Linked DNA regions of Rattus norvegicus: region 1 is linked to region 2. A link is a contact called in public Hi-C data. All regions are on one chromosome and are shown on one strand. Each heading gives the region's core, a stretch centred on a gene start, on an enhancer-like site or on the middle of the called end of the contact. The rest is flanking DNA. Distances are from core to core; before and after follow the strand shown.

The links. Hi-C and Micro-C count contacts between places; a contact is called where the count stands out from the background.
Region 1: a contact with region 2 is called in a Hi-C map of the A7r5 cell line, with 6 times the contacts expected there. The contact joins the enhancer-like site here to the promoter of Cryba1 in region 2. A contact is called at or near these places in 3 of 12 Hi-C or Micro-C datasets (the A7r5 cell line, frontal cortex and mammary epithelial cells).

The regions. Positions count from the first base shown.
Region 1 is chr10:63,350,148-63,354,369 of GRCr8, forward strand. The region is part of intron 4 of Sez6 (seizure related 6 homolog); the gene reads left to right. Among named protein-coding and RNA genes, the nearest start is that of Phf12, 18 kb to the right of the region's middle. Within about 2 kb of position 2,819, at least 37 of the 93 cell types and tissues checked have an H3K27ac peak or open chromatin away from gene starts, as enhancers often do. A contact at or near this core is called in the A7r5 cell line, where this site is marked.
Region 2 is chr10:63,110,162-63,114,372 of GRCr8, forward strand. It overlaps Cryba1 (crystallin, beta A1), which reads right to left and starts at 2,656. Exons shown (of 6, transcript NM_013056.1): 1 at 2,621-2,656; 2 at 860-924. The coding sequence starts at 2,651.

The DNA of each region.
Region 1 (4,222 bases), core at 1,569-4,068, 240 kb after region 2:
GAGGATGCCTTGAGAAAGAAGCAGGGCGAGCTAAAATAGGCCACACTCTGAGGAAGTGGGCTTCTTGCTAGCTGCTGACTTTGAACCGGTCATTTGTATTCTCTGATTTTCTTTTCCTTTTATTTATTTTTTTGGAATACTAGGTGTCATTTTTGATTTTAAAATTCTATGCATTTATTTGTTTTGTGTGAGGACAACTTGTGGGAACCAGAACTCTCCTTCTACCCTATGGGTGCCAGGGAACTGACTCAGGCCATCTCACACACACACACACACACACACACAGACATACACACACACACACAGACACACACAGACACAGACATACACACAGACACACACACACAGAGACACAGACACACACACAGACACAGACATACACACACACAGACACACACACACAGACACACACACACAGAGACACAGACATACACACACAGACACACACACACAGAGACACAGACATACACACACAGACACACACACACACACAGACACACACACACACAGACACAGACATACACACACAGACACACACACACACACAGACACACACACAGGCAGGCACACACACACACAGAGACACAGACACACACACAGACAGAGACACAGACATACACACACAGACACACACACACAGAGACACAGACATACACACACACAGACATACACACACAGACATACACACACAGACACACACACACACACACACACACACACACAGTCAGGCTTGGTAGCAGGTGCCTTTATATCTGACTATCTCTCTGGCCCTGGTTTTTAATTTTAATAAATTAGATAATTTCATGTTATATTGAAAATCAAGACTAATCCATTCATTCCTGGTGAAATTTTAAAAATATTTTCTATAGAATGTTTAGTATTTATACTGGGCATGGTGGCATACAGAGGCTGAGGGAGGCAGATCTCCATATCTTTGAGGCCAACCTGGTCTACCCAGTGAGTTCCAAGCCAGCTAGGTCCATGCAGTGAGACTCTGTCTCAGAAAAAAAAAAAAAAAAGCAAACATTTAAAAGTATTTGATTGGGAATTAATCTACTGTAATATTTCTATAAATACAGAGTCATCTCCACCTTCAGCACAATACCACAATTCTTATTCATTTTGCAAGCATTTAAAACTGTAGAAAAGTACAAAAATAAGACAAGATTGTGTCTACATGCCACAATTCAGAATTATCCAGCATCTCCCCATACTATTTGTAGTCTTTAACACATACCTCAAAGCACACCCTACACACACACACACAGATACACACACACATACACACATATACACACAGACACACACACACATGCACACAGACACACACAGACACACACAGACACACACACAGACACACACACATACACACAGATACACACAGACACACATATACACATACAGACACACATACACACATACACACACACATACACACACACGCACACACACACACACATACAATGGCACGAGGACAACTTGGCAGGAGGCATTTTCTTTTTTTACCATGTAGGTTCAGGGGTTGAACTGGGGTTGTCAGGCTTGGCAGTAGACACCTTCATCAATGAGCCATCTCACAGTCCTTGTCTTACACCATAGCTCAGGCTAACCTCAAATTCACCCCAGTCCTCTGGCCTCAGCCTCCTGAGTGGAAGAAAGGGTTACAGGCCTGAGCTCCCATGCTGGCTGGAAATGAATGTTCCTATGAAATGCCGCAGCTGCTCTCCTCTTCTCAGTCTGCACTTGACTCTTCCTCCTCTGTTCCTCATGGGCCATCACTGTCTGACCCTCCCTTCTCTACGGCTAAACCATCTATACTATGAAGTTACTGTTTGAGTAAAACAAAAAGTGCTTAGCATGCCTTCTGTTAAGGAAACGGTATTATATTATATATATTATATTATACAACTGCGGATGTGGATGTGGGATGCGGGAGGGAGGCAAAGCTGCAGCTTCCCCATAGGGGTCCTTCTTGCCCGTCCCCTTCTCTTGGCTGGAAGTCAGTTCTATCCTTTGCACAGGCTAACTTTAATTCAGACACATGCACACACCCCCAGCATTAACAGGGAAATAATTGGTAAGAACAATCAAGACATTGTCTTACGTTGGCTTGGACCACTTCTGCCGCCCTATTGGGGGGGAGGAGCTGATGGGTGGGCAACCACCCTGGGGCTAGGAATGCTCTGACCCTGTCTATTCACTCGTCAAGGCTTTGCCACCCAAACTGGGGGAGCAGCCTGGTGTGACAGCAGGGATCTTAACGGTGGGCAGAGGTTGTCCAGGCCCTCGGCAGCGGTAGGTCCCCGCCCGGGCAGGGATGACCATCTGGGCGGCCCCTCCATCCTCCCTAATGACTCATCAATCCTTGTGAGCAGCAGGCATAATTTCATGCCACAGTAACCTTTTCTCTTGCTGCAAATTCCTTTGCACAAAACTCCAGTTCCCTCTTTGTGCTACCAGACAAAGGTGGGAGAATGCAACAGGGCCAGAGGCCTAGCACGGGGGAGCAGATCCCGAGGAGAGACTGGGAGAACTGGCCCACTCCTGCTCTTTGTCCCAGCAGCCCTCCCTCCTCTGCCCAGTTTTTGTCAATGATCAGCTCTTTCCTTAATGAGTGTAATTCCCCTAATTATAGACTGTAATTAGCCCTGATCCCAGAGATGGGAACAGGAGGAGCGTGTGTTCACGGGCATTTCTCGTGGGCTGGAGGAAGAGGGTGCCAGGAGAGTGAGGGAGGGCCTGGGTTCCCATGCCTGTGCAGGCACTGTCCAAGCTGATGAAGCAAGTCACAGTCGTGAGCTTCCACACAGGCCGGTGGCCGGATAGATTCCTCTGGCCTGGTCCCAGTCCGGGTGGAGAGTCAGAGTGCCTGACGCGCCCCTCCCTTCTTCATCCAAGCATTCTGGCACTGGAGCTGGCTCCAGAAACAGCCGCCAGCAAGAAAATAACTCAACAGATTGTGGTGGTGCAGACTCCCTGGGAACGGTTGGTTGTCATGGCAATTGGAGGAAGCTCATCTTGGGAAGTGGCACTTACCCGTGATGGAGTCTGGGGGCGCCTCTCGATGCCACCACCAGCCCCCTGCTTTCACATCATTCCAGCCCACTCCCTTCCCAGGTTGTGCTGGGACTTGCCGTGAAGATGTCAGGACAGGTGCTGAGTCTGACACCTGGCCTATGGCTCCCAGGGAGACAGCTCCTCATCCCAAACCCCGGCTGGCATAGTCCTCCCTAGCCTAGCCTAGGGAGGGTGAATGACTCGAGGGTTTCTCTGACTCCTCAGGCCAGGATTCCATATTAACTGGGGCCAGGTAGGAAGCAGAGGGCCTTGGGAGCTAGGAACTCAAATCCTTACCCTACCATACTTTTACAGTATGACAAGGGTACCGAGGCTCTCCCAACCTCTGCTTTCTTTATCTTTAATGGATTAGTAGCCCCTACCCTACCTTCTTTCTTCCAAGTGTATTATGGGTACCAGGTGAGAAGGAGCTCTTTAGGAACTAGAAAACGCAGCAAATGTAAGATGTTAGCACTCACGACTGCAAACATTAAGGCAGCTTGGAGGGGGCAGGAGGAGGGGGCAGAGGTAGGTGTGTGCTTTGTGCCAGGCACTGCACATATGGCCTCTCACTTAACCTCCGCAGTGTTGGAGCATATACCTTAAATCACTGGTTAAACAAAGACATTGAGGCACGGAGCAAAGAAGTAATTTGCCCACAGTGTCAGAGCAAGTAGCATAGTCCGCATTTAAACCCTGACCTCAGAACCCATCTTCTAAACACTGCCCTCTCCACCGGCCAATCGCAACTAGCCTCTTATTAGTCAAACCCTCAAACTCTCTACTTTTTTTCACATAGCAACTAAGAATACGACAGGTGGGAAAGGCCTCAAAACTGAGTCACAGGCAAGTCAAGCTTTGGTAGCTCATCTGCCCCAAGGCAGCCCCTTTCCCTGTTCACATAAAGGCACACAGAGGCACAGCCACACCTTCTTTCTATTTTTCTCCTTGTCAGCTCCGGGCATATTCTACCCACCTCTTAGACCCAAGCCAGACTCTCCCTTAATAAGCTATTTCTGGGGCTTAGCCTAAGGGTTGGGGTTTACCCAGCAATTTTATGGGATTTGCTGCCGCTATGTGGTCATAGATGGTATTACAACTCCGAAAGCAGAGTGGCCAATCCACGTCCAGTTTTCCAAGAGAGCGTGACTTTCTCCAACCCCTC
Region 2 (4,211 bases), core at 1,406-3,905:
TTGAATGAGACAAAGAAGAGAACCAGGTACAGCAGTAAGAATAGGGGTATAAGTTAAGACCATCTGTTTATCCTGTGATTTCATCACTAGCTATAACCCAGGCTACCCGATAAGGTCTCTTCCAGTGTAGTCAGGGCAAAAAGGGGTTCAAGTTGATACCAGTGCTCAGTGGACATTAACATGTTCAGGCTAAGTTTATGATGGAAATAGTGTTCCAGGGACAACACAGAATTCAATTCATAGATCAAGGCCTTGTGAACTCTGATTTCACCAACTGTCCTGTTCCTATGTGACCCAGAGGTCAGGATTTTGGGACTTCTGGAAGCACCTTGTGGATTTTTTTTTTTTATTTGCTTCTAAGGCATTAAGGGAGGATTGTGATGAATTTTTCATCCTTTCAACTAGAACCTGGATCCTGATTTGACAAGCTCCCCAAACTGTGAACTTGGGTCAGAGTTGACAACTGAGGAAAGGATTAAGTATTAGGGGAGTAGTGACAGACCTGGGATCTGCCACTTCAGCTCATAACCAAATCCAACATCAGATTGAGAAGAGGGGCCTGCATCCCATGACTTTGGGAGACCTAATGGCAAGATAGAATTGGCCTAGGAAACAAGCATCATCATCTATCCATCATGGACCTCCAGAGTCACCCATCAGGAAAACTGCCTTTCAACAGTGTCTAGGTGTCAGATTGACCCTCCTACAGAACTGTTTTGGTTTGGGTTTTTTTTTTTTTTTTTGGTTTTGGGACGGGCACTATCTCAAGAATAAGTACAGCCTGGAAGCTACTGTGTGCCAGTACCTCAGCCCTGCCCTGTTGGATCCTTTCATTTTCTATGTGGTTGGCTCAGCTTACCTTCCATGGCCCCATGGACCCTGGCATAGGGTTGGTCTGAGCCATCTTGGTGGTTGGAAGAGTTTCTGGAAGAGAGGATACATACCAGTGATGTGACTAAGATAGATCTCTTTAGCCATATCACAGGAGTAATGAGGAAAAGAGGCTTACAGTCCCAGATTTTTGGTTGAGATCCTGCCTCTGGGGCTACTATCAAAACCTCAGGTTTTCTATCAACAAACCTTTTACACACAGTCACTATAAAGATTAGAAAAGTAGGGGTTGGGGATTTAACTCAGTGGTAGAGCGCTTGCCTACCAAGCACAAAGCCCCGGGTTCGGTCCTCAGCTCCGAAAAAAAGAAAAAAAAGAAAAGAAAAGTAATACAGATAAAGAACTGTGAAAGCATATGGTACTCTTGATAAATATCCCTTCTGTCCTCTTGCTTGCCTGCATCTCCCTGGCAACTGTCTAGACTCCGTGTCTCTAGTCATTCAGTCAGCAGGGTCAGAATTTTCCACCTCACCTGTCACTGATGAAAATGCAGCCTGTACTCCAACCCTTTGTGTCTTCCCAGGACCCAAACTGACCAATTCTGCATATCCATGCCGCCATCTCCTCTCTCATAGACCTAGATTTTTGGCCTTGCTGCCTCAAGACCCTTCTGCCTTTTCCAGCCTGCAGAGTTTGACTTCTCCCTCACTTTTCAGCATTCATCATAGTACTCATCTATATCACTACTGAATATACACTGGGTCAGCATCTCCATAGCAGGGCTGGACATTCCTGTGTGACTGATACAGGCTCATGCTAAAGCTGTGGTGAGATGGGGCAGAGAGTAATTTGAAGTTAATGCCTGCTATTTGAAATAGTAGGTAGGAGGATTGCAAGTTCAAGACCTAGTTGGATCACTTAGACTCTGTCTCAAATTAATAAGTAAGGGCTGTGAGTTCCAGGCTCACTAGGGCTACAGAGTGAAACTCAAAAAAGGAGGGGGAGGTGTGGTTGGGAATATAGCTCAGTACTAGAGTGCTTGCTCAACATGGGTGTGAACCCTCAGATTCAATTCCTAGTACTGTGTAGATCTCTGTGAGTTCAAGGCCAGTCTGGTATACAGAATGACTTTCAGGCTGCCAGGGCTACACAGGGAAACCCTGTCTTGAAAAGCCAATGGCTTACTCGATGTCAGACCCTGCATTGCTTGAATAATATCAAGTCAGCACAAGTCAAATACCATCACTACCCCATTTTATGTATGAGGATCAACAGCGATAGAAGTTAAGCACTGGGGTTGGGGATTTAGCTCAGCGGTAGAGCCCTTGCCTAGCAAGCACAAGGCCCTGGGTTCGGTCCCCAGCTCCGAAAAAAAAAAAGAAGTTAAGCACTTATCATTAGCGGTCCAATGAGGAGAAGGGTGAAGGAAGGAAAGGGAGAAAGAAGACTGGCAGATGCATATCAGGTTTGTAGACCCAGAATCAACATGGAGGATTCTACTCGGGCATCAAGCCCAGGAGCTAATGCATGAAAATTTTGGTATTTCTATGTGGAGCTTCCAAATAAGCAGCATCTCTTCCTTGCTACACCCATCCTGTGTCCAATAACCTGCTGATGCCCAGTCTTGATTTCTAAGAATGTAGTTATTGCAAAAGCAACTACTAAAGCTGTCCCCCACTTTCTCTTTCTCCCACAGGTTCTAACCTCTAGGCAGGATACAACTGGTTCTTCCTCTGCATCTGTCTGTCAAGGAAAGGAAAGATAAAGGCACTGTCAAGGTCTTACTCACCCAGCTCCCGCTGCACAGTCTGGGTCTCCATCTGGTGCAGCTTCCTCTCCGGATCCCCTCTTTATAGTCCTGCAGAGTATGGCCAGCAGCTCTGTCAGCACTCTCTTTCCCCCTCTCTCTTTGTTTCTCCTGATCCCCAGAGCTTTAGTGGCTCAGCCTACTGGGGGAGGTGTCCCTCAGAGCTTTGTTTAGGGTTCCAGAAGTGCAGAGGCCCTTCTGTTGGGCAGGGCTGGCTGCCTAGGGAGATCTTCTCAGAGCGGCTGGGAACTAAGGACAGAAGTGTTCTATAGTGAATGCTTGGCCCTATCCTGTTTGACAGTCTTGAAAGATTCTATAAAACACATCAGAATCATCGAAATGGACCATATGTATGTGTACACACACACACACACACACACACACACACACACACACACAGAGAGACAGACAGACAGACAGACAGACAGACAGAGAGACAGAGAGAGACAGAGACAGAGAGAGACAGAGACAGAGAAAAACCAAGAGTTTTGGGGCAAGCCTTTGATCCCAGCACTCAGGAGGCAGAGGCAGTTGGATCTCTATGATTTCAGGCCCTGCTTGGTCTATATATTAAGTTCCTTAACAGCCCAGGCTATATAGTGAGACTCTGTTTCAAAAACAATAAAACAAAACACCTAAAATAAATAAGTGAAAGTATTTTTATAAAACTGAGCCTTTTTGAGAAAACATAAATCTTCTCAAAGCTCTTTACTCTATTATTCTATACACAGCTGGATAGGAACGAAGTTCAATTACAGTCGACATGTAGACCCGAATCTCACTTTGTATTATTAAATTAAATATTCACTTTAATACTGTAGTTCACTTTTAAAATTTTGGGGGCTGGAGAGATGGCTCAGTCGTTAAGAGCACTGACTGCTCTTCCTAGAGGTCCTGAGCTCAATTCCCAGCAACCACATGGTGGCTCACAACCATCTGTAATGGGATCCGATGCCCTCTTCTGGTGTGTCTGCGGACAGCTACAGTGTACTTATATATAATAAATGAATAAATCTTTAAAAAAAGGGGGGCTAATAACCTGGACAATTTTTTTGATATCACTTTGTGTGTATGTGTATTTAGTGTGTGTGTGTGTGTGTGTGTGTGTGTGTGTGTCCCTGCACGTGCACGCAAGCGTGCGCGTGGTCAGAGAACATCTTGTTTGTGAGAGTCAGTTCTCTCCTTCTACCATGTGTGTTCCAAGGATTAAATTCAGTTGCGGGGCTTAGCGGGGAGCATCTTTACCAGCACAGCTGAGCCATTTTGCTCCCCTCTCCACACACACTCCTTTTCTTAGTCCTTTTCTCCCTTCCAGACTGACATTTCTTTGGTCAACTATTTCTTCTTTCATTTCCTCATCCCTGGACTGGTTTAGATGGCCTCACCTTGTAGAAATTTCTTTAGAAACTAGAAATTTTGGGATCCAAAAGAGGGAATTGAGTCACTTGATTTAGGACAAAATTTTTCACAATATATCTTTCTGTAATCTTTGAACTTTAAGCAACAAGAATGCATTTTATATTTTTATATTAGCCAGGCAGTGATGACCTTTAATTCCAGGCAGAGTTTAGGC